Linked DNA regions of Zea mays: all the other regions are linked to region 2. Evidence: chromatin contacts called from public Hi-C data. All regions are on one chromosome and are shown on one strand. Each heading gives the region's core, a stretch centred on a gene start, on an enhancer-like site or on the middle of the called end of the contact. The rest is flanking DNA. Distances are from core to core; before and after follow the strand shown.

Evidence for each region. A called contact is a pair of places that touch in the nucleus more often than the background predicts.
Region 1: a contact with region 2 is called in a Hi-C map of leaf, with 5 times the contacts expected there. The contact joins two enhancer-like sites. A contact is called at or near these places in 3 of 25 Hi-C or Micro-C datasets (bundle sheath, leaf and leaf mesophyll).
Region 3: a Hi-C map of bundle sheath shows a contact between it and region 2, with 3 times the contacts expected there. The contact joins the promoter of LOC118476908 here to the enhancer-like site in region 2. A contact is called at or near these places in 2 of 25 Hi-C or Micro-C datasets (bundle sheath and leaf).

The regions. Positions count from the first base shown.
Region 1 is chr4:62,581,856-62,585,507 of Zm-B73-REFERENCE-NAM-5.0, forward strand. No RefSeq gene overlaps it. Among protein-coding and RNA genes, the nearest start is that of LOC118476908, 51 kb to the right of the region's middle. Within about 2 kb of position 1,331, at least 12 of the 20 cell types and tissues checked have an H3K27ac peak or open chromatin away from gene starts, as enhancers often do. A contact at or near this core is called in bundle sheath, leaf and leaf mesophyll, where this site is marked.
Region 2 is chr4:62,301,842-62,305,468 of Zm-B73-REFERENCE-NAM-5.0, forward strand. No RefSeq gene overlaps it. Among protein-coding and RNA genes, the nearest start is that of LOC732827, 27 kb to the left of the region's middle. Within about 2 kb of position 2,035, at least 16 of the 20 cell types and tissues checked have an H3K27ac peak or open chromatin away from gene starts, as enhancers often do. A contact at or near this core is called in bundle sheath, leaf and leaf mesophyll, where this site is marked.
Region 3 is chr4:62,632,375-62,635,937 of Zm-B73-REFERENCE-NAM-5.0, forward strand. It overlaps LOC118476908, which reads right to left and starts at 1,902. Exons shown (of 1, transcript XM_035967279.1): 1 at 1,606-1,902. The coding sequence starts at 1,815. The coding sequence ends at 1,705.

The sequences.
Region 1 (3,652 bases), core at 81-2,580, 280 kb after region 2:
TTTCGGCTCATTTCGTAAAATGTTCCAGCAATGAATGAATTAAAATGACCTGTTATCTTTATCCATCTGCCTTGTACAAAGTGCATGCATCAGCGAGCTGCACATATTGAGGTATTAGTTCCTGTCATGCATATTAAAAACAAGATTTAGTACATAATGAATTACCTTGTTTTCAAATGTCTTTCCACTTTCATTTCTACCCTCAATCCGCAACCACAGAACTTATTCACGGACTCTTGGATAGTGAACCATCGACGCATAAGTGAATTTTGGCTTCGATCCAGTATGATTTCCTTCGTTCTCGACATGGAAGAAATCATATATCCTAGCCCAATAAGCAGAACGCTTTTGATTTCTGCCTTCAATCGGATCGGTACTGATGTTCAACCAAGCACTCACAAGTAACAAATCCTCCTTGTCGTTAAAATTCTTCAACCTTTTCTTTGTTTCCTTTTGTGCTCCTACCTGTGCCCACATTTAGTGATTCCTGCTCCTCGAGTGGACTGCTCAAACCCATAGACATGCTGTGATCAATCCCATTCAGCAAGATGGGAGTGGTTTAAGGGACGCGTTGGAGGCTTGAATTTTCTTTTTTTTTTCCATAAAATTTCAGTGTAAGAAAGATTTTAAGGCGCCTTTTGGAGATGCTCTAATGTTCCAAATGCTTTTCTTCATTGTTTCAACGCTAGGAAGATTATCACAGAGTTTTTCTTAAGCCCTTATCACTTTTAGTTGTCAACATGCTGGGTAAAAAAATGCAATCCTCTTAAAAAAACGTTGTTTAAGCATTTTTCTTCAACGATGATAGATAAGGACACCAATGATAGATAAGGACACCAATCAGCCGCCGCCAGCGCACTTGAGGCCTCTTCATCAGTTAAATTAAGCATGAGCTTGTTCATCACTTGATCTCCCTGATGCGATCATGCGAGCAAGATCTACTAACATGCCAGGCCGTTCCCTTTGATGCTTTGACCAATCAGCAACCAGCCACAGCTGCGCGCAGACAAATCAGCATGCGAGCCACGCCGCCTGCCGACATGGCCGCCGCCCGAAGCGAGAGCACCATCATGTCTCCCGGAGCGGCGCCATCTTGAGCGGTCGACGAGGTCCCTGCCTCTGCCTGGCGCCTGCGTGCCCACGGTGGAGGCTGGCGCGGCCGACAGCAGGTCCCAGAATAAGAGCAGGGGGGCCGCGCGCGAGATTAGCGGCGCACACGGAGATGTACGGAGACGTTGACTGCGAGCTTGCAGTGGCAGTACTACGACTACAAGACAGCCGCAGGGACATCAGGAGCCGCCATGCCCGCGCGCCTGTTGGGCTTGAGGGCGCGCGCGCGCGTGGGAGCGCGTACGCGTAGTCGCACACCTAGCCACGCCACACGTGCCCCTGCGGTACGTACGTGGCGGCCGTCATCATGTGAGTGGCAATTTGTATCTCCGCATATTGCGTCGGATTGAAATTTGATATTGGCGATCGTGAATATATAATACCATTAAATTTTTTTAAAAACCTTTAACCACTCTTCTTATTAAAAATAATATATTATTATTTTTATTTGTTTTATCACTTAAGATAGTTTGTTTATACTTGACTTAAAATTTTTATATTTTTAAATAAATATTTTAAATAAGATAACCGATCAATGTTTTCGAAAAAATCAACGGTATCGTATATTTATGAATGGGATGTATTAATCAGTAACACATGGATATTGTCTCTCTCACTTTAGCCATCATCTAATTTGTAAAGTTCAACCAGGTGGACAGCTGGAAAATTTGTGGTACACTGCCAGACTTAAAGGCTTGTTTGGTTTACTACCTAACTTTACATATTTTGCCTAACTTTTTTGACTAAGGTTAGTTCTTCAATTTGGACGACTAAACTTAGGCAAAGTGTGGCACAATTAGTCGCGAACTAAACAGTCCATTAGTGCGTTCGTACAAGACGGTCGAAACAAGGATGACGCGGCCGTCGACACTACCGAATCCTTCGTGTTGATGAAGTCGTCAGCTGTGACGCAAAATCGGTCGACTTATTAAAGCAAAGCAAGATAGCGCAGGAATGTCCTGAAATATTGGCCCAAAAAAACTAGTAGCAGTTCGTTGTCATTTTCAATCTTGACGAAAGAATTAACTGTGCTATACTTTGCCTAAAATTAATCGTTCGAATTGAAAAACTAACTTTAAACAAAAAAAAAATTAGAAAAAGTGTGGTAAGTTAGGCAGTAAATCAAACATGCCCTAAGTCCCAACAACAAAGGCCTGCCTCGGTCCACCATGAACGTTCAACAGCGACTCCCTCGATCCATCCTCATGGTAGCTTTTTTTATATATTTTAAAAATATCTGAAATCTTAAAACCATGCCCCGCAGCCAAAAAAAAATAGCAGGTCGTCCAACAGGGGCTGCACTGCAGGGACATGTATGTAACTTTTTTTCACATTAGTCCATGCCGCTCCGCGGTGGTGGGGCGACTGACTGCATGCCCGTCCTGAGGCAACTTACAATGCCCCTGTTTGTTTCAGCTTCTTGCAGCTTCTGGCCACCAAAAGCTGCTACGGACTGCCAAACGCTCAGCTTTTCAGTCAGCTTCTATAAAATTCGTTAGGGTACAAACCATTCAAAATCAACATAAACACATAATCGGTTCAGTCGTTGCAATAGTAAGAATCTGTCACTTTCTAGATCCTGAGTCATATGGATATCTTTATCTTCCTCCGCACGTAATCTTAATGATACTCAGATTCTCTACACAGCCAAATTCTTACCACAGCCAGATTCTCAGAAAAGCTGTTCAGAAAAATCTGAACCAAACAGGCACAATAGTCTTTCTTACCACTTAGGCAAAGCGGTCTCCACATCCTAAGGGTGGTTAGATCATTTGCTTTGAATGTTGTAGTGTCACTGTTGCATTGTTGGTCGTTATTTAAACCTGTGTATATTACTTTTAGATTTTTAGTTTAAATTTTTTTATCATCCAATACTTAATTATGGTGTGTTTGGTTGAGGAGCGGAGGCGAATGGAACGACTCCACTCTTATTTTTTTATGTTTGGTTTCAACATAGAGAGTGGAGCGGCTCCTGGAGTCTATATATGACAAATATTTAGGATGCTCTCGCTCCACCAAAACGACCAGATGCGAGTGCTCTCGCGGACGCGAGCGCTCTCCTCCCTTTCCTCCACTCCACAGTCATATGGCTCTCCAACTAAACAATGAACGGAGCGGCTCCGCTCTATTCTACTTTTCAATCGAACATAAAATGCTACTTGTCAAACATAGAATGAAATAGTTTAATTCTTAAAAACTGGAATAAAGCCGCTCCATTTCAGTTGGTGAACTGTTCCCTTCGCAATCGCTGCTAGTACCTTGAGATAGTTACGAATGGAATTCAAATACTATGCTCATGTCCGAATCAATGATAGTAGAACAATATAGTTACAGAATAAGAAAAATAATGTTCACTTCACACTTGAATACTTGATCCAAGTACAATAACGTCACATACACATTTCAAATAGAATGCAACATCATACCTGCACTACACTTCCTAGCGATAATCCTCTTCACCTAAACGGATCGGATGGGTTTATCAATGACTGGGGAAAGTATGCGTATGTAACTAGACCAGTCCATAGTATGGGCAGGATAA
Region 2 (3,627 bases), core at 785-3,284:
TGCAAGCAGATCGGGCGGATCCAGGACCGGCAGGCAGGGGAGGAGCAACCCACCTCGCCGACGGAGACGCAGGTGCAGGCGGCGATCGGAACCTCGGAGGAGGAAGAGGAGGACGCGGCGGTGGCGGTGGGGATCAGGGAGGGAGGCGAGCGGACGAGGGGTCGGTCGGTGTCGGGGAGGGAGGAGCGCGTTCTCCACCTTGGCCCTTCCCATGGCAACACCCGCCACCGCGCTGGCCCCACCAAACCCTAACCTCGTCTCCGGTGTCCCGCCGTCGCTGCTGCTACAACAGCAGCAGGAGGAAGAGGTGCTAGAGCCGGTCCTGGAGATGGCACCGACGCCCCTCACCACCTCGATCGGCCCCACCCCCTCCGATGGCGAGGAGAGCGATGACTCCTCGTCCGTCTGGTCGACGCCCTCCTCCACGCCCACACCCATCCCCGCCCCTGCCCCCTCCCCCGCGGCGCCCTCCCCTGCGGCCAAGGATAGCCTCCACATCTCGCCTTACTGATCCTGGCGTGGGGCATGAAGGTGGAGGCAACGGACGAGGCAGCACCACTGCCTTGGAGCGTGAGGGGTGCGAGGAGCAGAGGGTCTGTATCCGTGCGGTGCTTCTTAGGGGAATCCTTTCTTTCTCCTCGCAGACGGAGGCAGCGCCTCCGCCGTCCATCGCGCCGCCACCTTGGAGCGTGAGAGGTGCGAGGAGTAGAGGTTCTGCCTCTGCAGTTCTTGGTGGAATCCTTCCTTTCTCCTCAACGGAGCATCTAGGCAGCGTCCCAAGCCAATGATTTTGTACGATAGGCAGCTATCTGCCTAAGAGGCTAAGAGGATCCAATTCAAACATACTCTTAGAGATGGAGACTCGTTCATCGATTATTCAACACAAATTTATCTATTAGAGCTTATTAGAGCATCTCTAACAAGGACTATAAGATAGAGCCTTAAACATTAAAATAAACTATATTTAAAATATTTAAGACTTCAATAATAAACTTTATGTTATTAGGAAATAAATAATCTCTACTAATCTCTATCTCTATATCTTCTCTATCTCTACTAACTATTAAGGTATTAGTGTAGACTGCCCCTGCCTCCCCTCTGCGCGTGGCAACCCCCACCCCCACCCACCCGCAAACCCCGACCAAGCCGGCCTACCTCTGCGGAAGCTCCATGCGCGCAACGTCTTTCGCGATGCTCGTGCCCACCTGCTCTCCCGCTAGCACACCGCACACTTTGAGCAACCCCAAGGGCCTATGCGCCGTGTCACAGTAGCCTGGGTCCATTGTTCTTGTTTGCCCTGGTGCCCAGAAGGGGCAGGTTAGGGTGGAACACTATAAGGCAAGGAAGACCAAGTTTATCAATGCACACACTTCCCGTGTCGCGTGCTTTGCATTGTCGTAGGATGGGAGGCTCATTGCGACTGCTAGCACCAAGGGGACTCTTGTTAGAATCTACAATGCAGCTGAAGGCAATCTCCTACAGGAAGTAAGCTTTCTTTCACGCGCTCGTAGCTGTATTGTATACATGTACGTTCTGTTGGGTGATGTCGCAACTAATAAAAACTAATTTTGTCGAGTATGATGCAATCAAATGTCTTACTATTTTGTTTTGATAAGGAATTAAGGATTATATCATGACAGACTGCCAGCTTGCATGCTTGGCTTCCGAGCAAACTTTCTTTGGGCCCCAAGAAAATATAAGATCCGATCAGATATGTGTCGATGCTCATCCCAAAGTACTCCTGTTGCAACGCGTGGGCACACAACTAGTTATAGAGAAGCCAACAAATAAGCTTGTCGGTTTGGTAGAATGTTTGCATGAGATTTTAAAGGGAACCTTCTAACTATAAATAGGATGCTTCTTTAAAAAGCTATTTCTGAAAATAAGAATAAATTGGTTTTTCTAATGAGCCTCTCGAGGTGTTGATGCATGAGCCATCCAGCTTCTAGAAGCCCTCAAAAGCCGTTGCTAGCTCAGTGCTCACGCACGCACACGGGACAAGCGTCACACACTACCATAGAGACGAAGAAACTGGCTCCGCATAACCGCATCCTCTGTGGCAAGTGGATTAGTATAGGAATCGAATAGAAAAGGTCTATCCGTGCTGACGGCGAGCTTCGAGGAGGTGCCGTGAAAATTGTGGAACTGGAAACCGCGACACGCGCAGGCGCAGCAGGGCAAGAGCACGCGCCGACCGTCCGACAGAAGGACGCGTGTGATCGATTGGGCCGCGTCCGCGCCTGCTGGCCTGCAGTGGATGTGGATTGGATAAGGCTGAGACGTGTTAGCTTTCATCCTGCCGTTTGCTCGTTTTGTCTCTTTCTTTCTTTTTTCCCACTTGCTGCTGTTTTGATATTTTTTTTCTTCTCTTCCATACCTGTCTTTTTCCTTTGAAGCCAATTTGTAGTGTCAAATGGCAGACTGATCAAGTCCAGGGTTCGTAGTCATCAAAAAAGAAGTCCAGCGTCTGTCGAAGCTAGCGACATAAAAGGCAGGAAGACGTGTACATTACGCTTGTGTGGCCAGATGCAGACATGAATTAATACATATAGATAGATGACTGTTTGTATTTGATTTTTTTACAGACTTACGTGTTAGTAATTTAGGCTTTTTATATTTAATTTAATCTAAAAATAATATAGTAAAACTACGATAAATATATATGTATGTGTATAATACTATTAGAGATGATAAGTATCTTTTTTCCTGCCGAAGATCCCGGAAACAAAGACATTATCTGAAAATAATAACAACGAATGCCGAAGCTACAACCGAAGGATGACAGCTTCGGCTTAGAATGGCAACGAAGGTCAAGTATAATACCGAGCCAAAGAGGAAAATACTAGTTAATCCCTAATAATTTATGTTACGATTATGTGTACATATTAAGGTCATAAATGTATTTTACCTGGGCTACGTCCTGTGTCTATAAATAGGTGAACAGTACCCACGTACTATCCACGCTGGATTGTAATCGCTCTTGCGTCAACACCTTCGAACAAGCCGAAGGTATCAATGTAACATAAATCTTATTAATATCCATATGTTTATCATGAAATAAATATATGAATTGACATATGAATGGATAATATTTTCCATCCCTATGAATTGTTATTCTTGCGAATGATGAAGGTGCATCCTTTATGACCTTCATTTGAAGATCATTATATTCAAAAGGAGATGATGCCTCGAAGGAAGAAGGTCCCTAATCTTTAACAATTATGTTGTCTTGTTCTTGATTCACAGTATTTGAGAACAAGAGAACAATATTGGCGCGCACCTCCAGTGAACTCACTTCCACGATCACAACAATGGCTTCGCAAGGTGACTAAGTTGTGGCACCATGGGCTACGAAGCTGGTGCTCCCAATTACAGCCGACTCATGTTTTGAACCAGCCAATAAGAAGTAGAAGAAGGAAGCTGTAAAGCCCAAAATTGATAAAAAAATAAAATAAAGAAATAAATATTTTTATGATAGTGTTTCTAGAATTTTTAAAACCTTTGAGAATTTATTGGGACCCTTTTATATATAATCAATCATTGTTATTAAATTAATTAAGTAACCAATAAATAAATAAAGAAGGGTTCATCTCTTGTTGATGATGTGGTATCATGCATTTTATTGAA
Region 3 (3,563 bases), core at 652-3,151, 330 kb after region 2:
AATTCAGATTTAAATCCAAACAAGTTCTAAATGCACAAAAAAATCCCATCATGAGATGAAAATTTTGATATTATTTTATTTATTTATTATTCGATTTAAGGATTTTCCTTTAAATGTATAACTCCCACTCATCTAATATAAGGGAAATAGTTTATATTGTATTATCTCAAAAAAATGCTCTAACATATATCCTTATGGAATACTTATAATTCATCAAGGGATAATGAAATCCATATAAGGATAAATATGTCTTTTATTAGAAATCATATTTATTTTAGGGGATGTGAGTTTAAAGGTAATAAGGGTCTTATTAAAAGATACCCTAATTTTGAACCTTTGGAAAAGTTTATTAGATTCCCAAAATAGGATTATGAGGTGCTACAAAACTCCAAAAAATCAAGATAAAAATGATTTTTAGTGGCGGTTTCTTAAAAAAACCGCATACAGAAATCGTTTTTAGAGGCCGCCTGTAGAAATCAATGATTTCTAGTGCTGGTTTTCTTAATAAACCACCACCAAAAATACCACTGACGCTTAATAACCAAAACCACCTGTAAAAATAAAACCACCGCAGGTTTAGAGCTCTTTTCTACCAGTGAACCTACGAGCACTGAACAAAGAATAATGCGTCTCCGGTACTCTTCACAAATAGATCATGTGTGTAGGATACATTCTCTTTAGTATCGGATAATGTAAAGATGACTAAAGTTTGATACGCTCTGGTCCGGGTTATCCAGTACCGATTGAATATCCGGTATTATAGTTGGTTCCCAACCTGTACCGATGGACTTTGTCCGGTGATCATCTTATCTTTTAATTTGGTGGCTAAAGCAACGGTAGAATTAAAATTCTAAAAGAACGATATGCCCCCATCTTAATTTCCTCGATCTGTAAGCCATCTGGTCGTATTACGTTGGAGCGAGATATAGGTCAAGCTAGAAATCCAGAATTAATATATCCAGATCATGTGTAGGAAACTATATTTTGCTTTTTTTTCCATTTCGAATCCATCTCGCGCAGCCTTATTTAGACACTACAACTCCCGGCCGTACGTATCAGAACAGTTCTGGCTGATCACTTTCAGTACAACCCAGTGTAACAAGAAAAAATGAGCACTCTCGGTGCAACAACAACAACAATATAATAATAAAAAAGGACTAGAAAAATATATTCTTGCAGCCTTATTATCTCGACCGTCAAATTACAGGGGCCAGGGTGATGAGTTGTTCTGTAACCCTTGGGGCCGGGGCAATGCGACTCTCTTGCAACGATACAAATTAATAGCACAGCAGGCAGCAGCAGCCTTCAGCATCTATCATCAGTTGGCAAGAAATGCATATCAACCACATGCACGTAGTAGCCGTACGTAGTCGAATGCGTCCTCACGCCCTTTTTAATTAGCCTCTAACGAAAGAGAGACAGCATGCAGGGCGCAGGGGGCAAAACAAATGCCAAGGAAAATTAAGATCGATCAATCAATCAACCGGCGCGCCGGCCGGTCGTCGTCGTCCCGTCCTAAAATGCTATACCATGCATGGAGCAGTAGAGCACCGTGTGGCGCACGTACGCACGCTGGAATCTGAAGGCCTACCGCAACCGCAATGGCGGGGGCCAAAAAAAGATCCAAAAAACCGGCGAGGGGCCGGGGGTGACGAGACGACGACGGCCGACTGGAACAAGCGGGGGACGATCGATCATGGCGGATCAATCACTCCAGCGGAGAAGCATGACCACGCAGCGGCGGATGATGTAGAGCTTGGCCCTCTTCTCCCTCAGAGACTTGTTCATCTGCTTCATCTGGCTTCCAACCTTCATTGTGGAAATATATGAGTAACAATGCAGGTTCCTTCAGATCAGGTTTTGTCAGGAAAAAGGTTGGAGGCGCGCAGGAGTTGGTGGCCCTATAGCTAAGTGTTGTGGACAGAGCAAAATAGAGAGGTAGAGAAGTCCCTATATAGAGGAGGACGAGATGACTCGCGATTAGTTGGAGAGAAATACAACCCCCCTTGACAAACTCCTACTATTCTTCTACCCGGGAGTTGCTTTGGAGATGGTAATTAATCCGTGCGTGGGCGGCCATCACCCACCTTTAATAGTGAATTACAGTCACTACAGTAAGGATTAGTTTGGGAGTCATAAAACCGGAGAGGACTGGAGAGGCTAAAATCTCCTTCTTATTAAAAATTGAATAAGAAAAGGATAGCCCCTCTAATTCTCTCTTGTTTTTTAGCTTCCAAACTAACCCTAAGAGATAAAATTTCCGACGGCAAAAGCCGTCGGAAATCCTAAACTATTGGACATAATTTATATTTGACGGCCAAAGACTTATATCCTATGACGAACATAACTTACGTCCGACGGTCGTAAGGAATAGCCGTCGGAGATTTCTAATTTTCCTATTGTGAGTGGTAAATAAATGCATGAACGACGACAAAGTAGAGCGGACAGCTGGCCATCTCCAAGCGTGGGACAAAGCTATCAACTCGTAAGAGATGCACTGCACGTATATATATACACGTAGACCATTGTTTACTTCATCCGAGAACTAGTGCTCCGATCTCGATGGCTTTCTCATCAACGGGGCGCTGAGCCTTTGTTCATTCATCGCTACGTACGTACGGTGAAAGTACTAGCTAGGGAAAAAGGTCGTAGTAGCTGAAGCGTGTGCCGTTTTTTCAGATTGCTTTGGACCATCCAGAACTCGGAGAGCGAAAAGCTAAGCTTCGTTCAGGCGCACCTCTTGCGTCGACCTCTGCTGCTCTGTAGCCAGCCGTTATAGCCGACAGCTGAATTGCAACTCATACCCCTACGACTGATGACTCGACCAGTAAGTAATAAACAATCGATCTATGGACAGCAGGAAATTTCAGACAGTATCCCGGCCCTCCTCGCTGCACTGGATACCTGGCAACCTTAGGAATTAAGCATCAACTAACCATGTCACCGTGATCTTGCAAGATGAACATCAGTTGTGCTGCTCAAGTAACAGTGCTCTGACACGGACCCATCAGCGCCACAGAACACCAGCATTATATTATATTATAGCTTCAAAGTTACTACTGAACACTGAATTAAACGTTGAGTGGAAAAGCAAGCGAGATCATTCTCCAGCTTCATAAGCAAAGGAGGGCGCCGTGGGGGCCCTTGCTATGCATGGGCAACTGAACTGTCAAGGCCGGGAGAGATCGACTGGTCAAACACGAACGCTTACTCGATCGGTACGTAATGATAAGAACGTCTATCTCCTTGCATTTGGGGCGTTGCATCTAGACAAAATATGGATGGCCCTTGACGCATGCGAAATATAGCGAATGAACATTCGTTTTTGCAACCAGCCGTGTTTTTAGAGCCGGTCAAACGATACGTACGTGTCATTTTTTTTGGGTAGTATTTCGAGGAGTCGTCGAGGGGTGATGATTAGGTTTTTATTTTAATTTCTTGTTTTCTGTGGTCTGAAAAGGTTAGGAGAGTGCAAGCAGCAGCAAGAACACTGAAAACTGGAGCAAGTTCAGTGCATGTACATGATGACAGAGTGCAACAACGAGGATTATATATATATATAT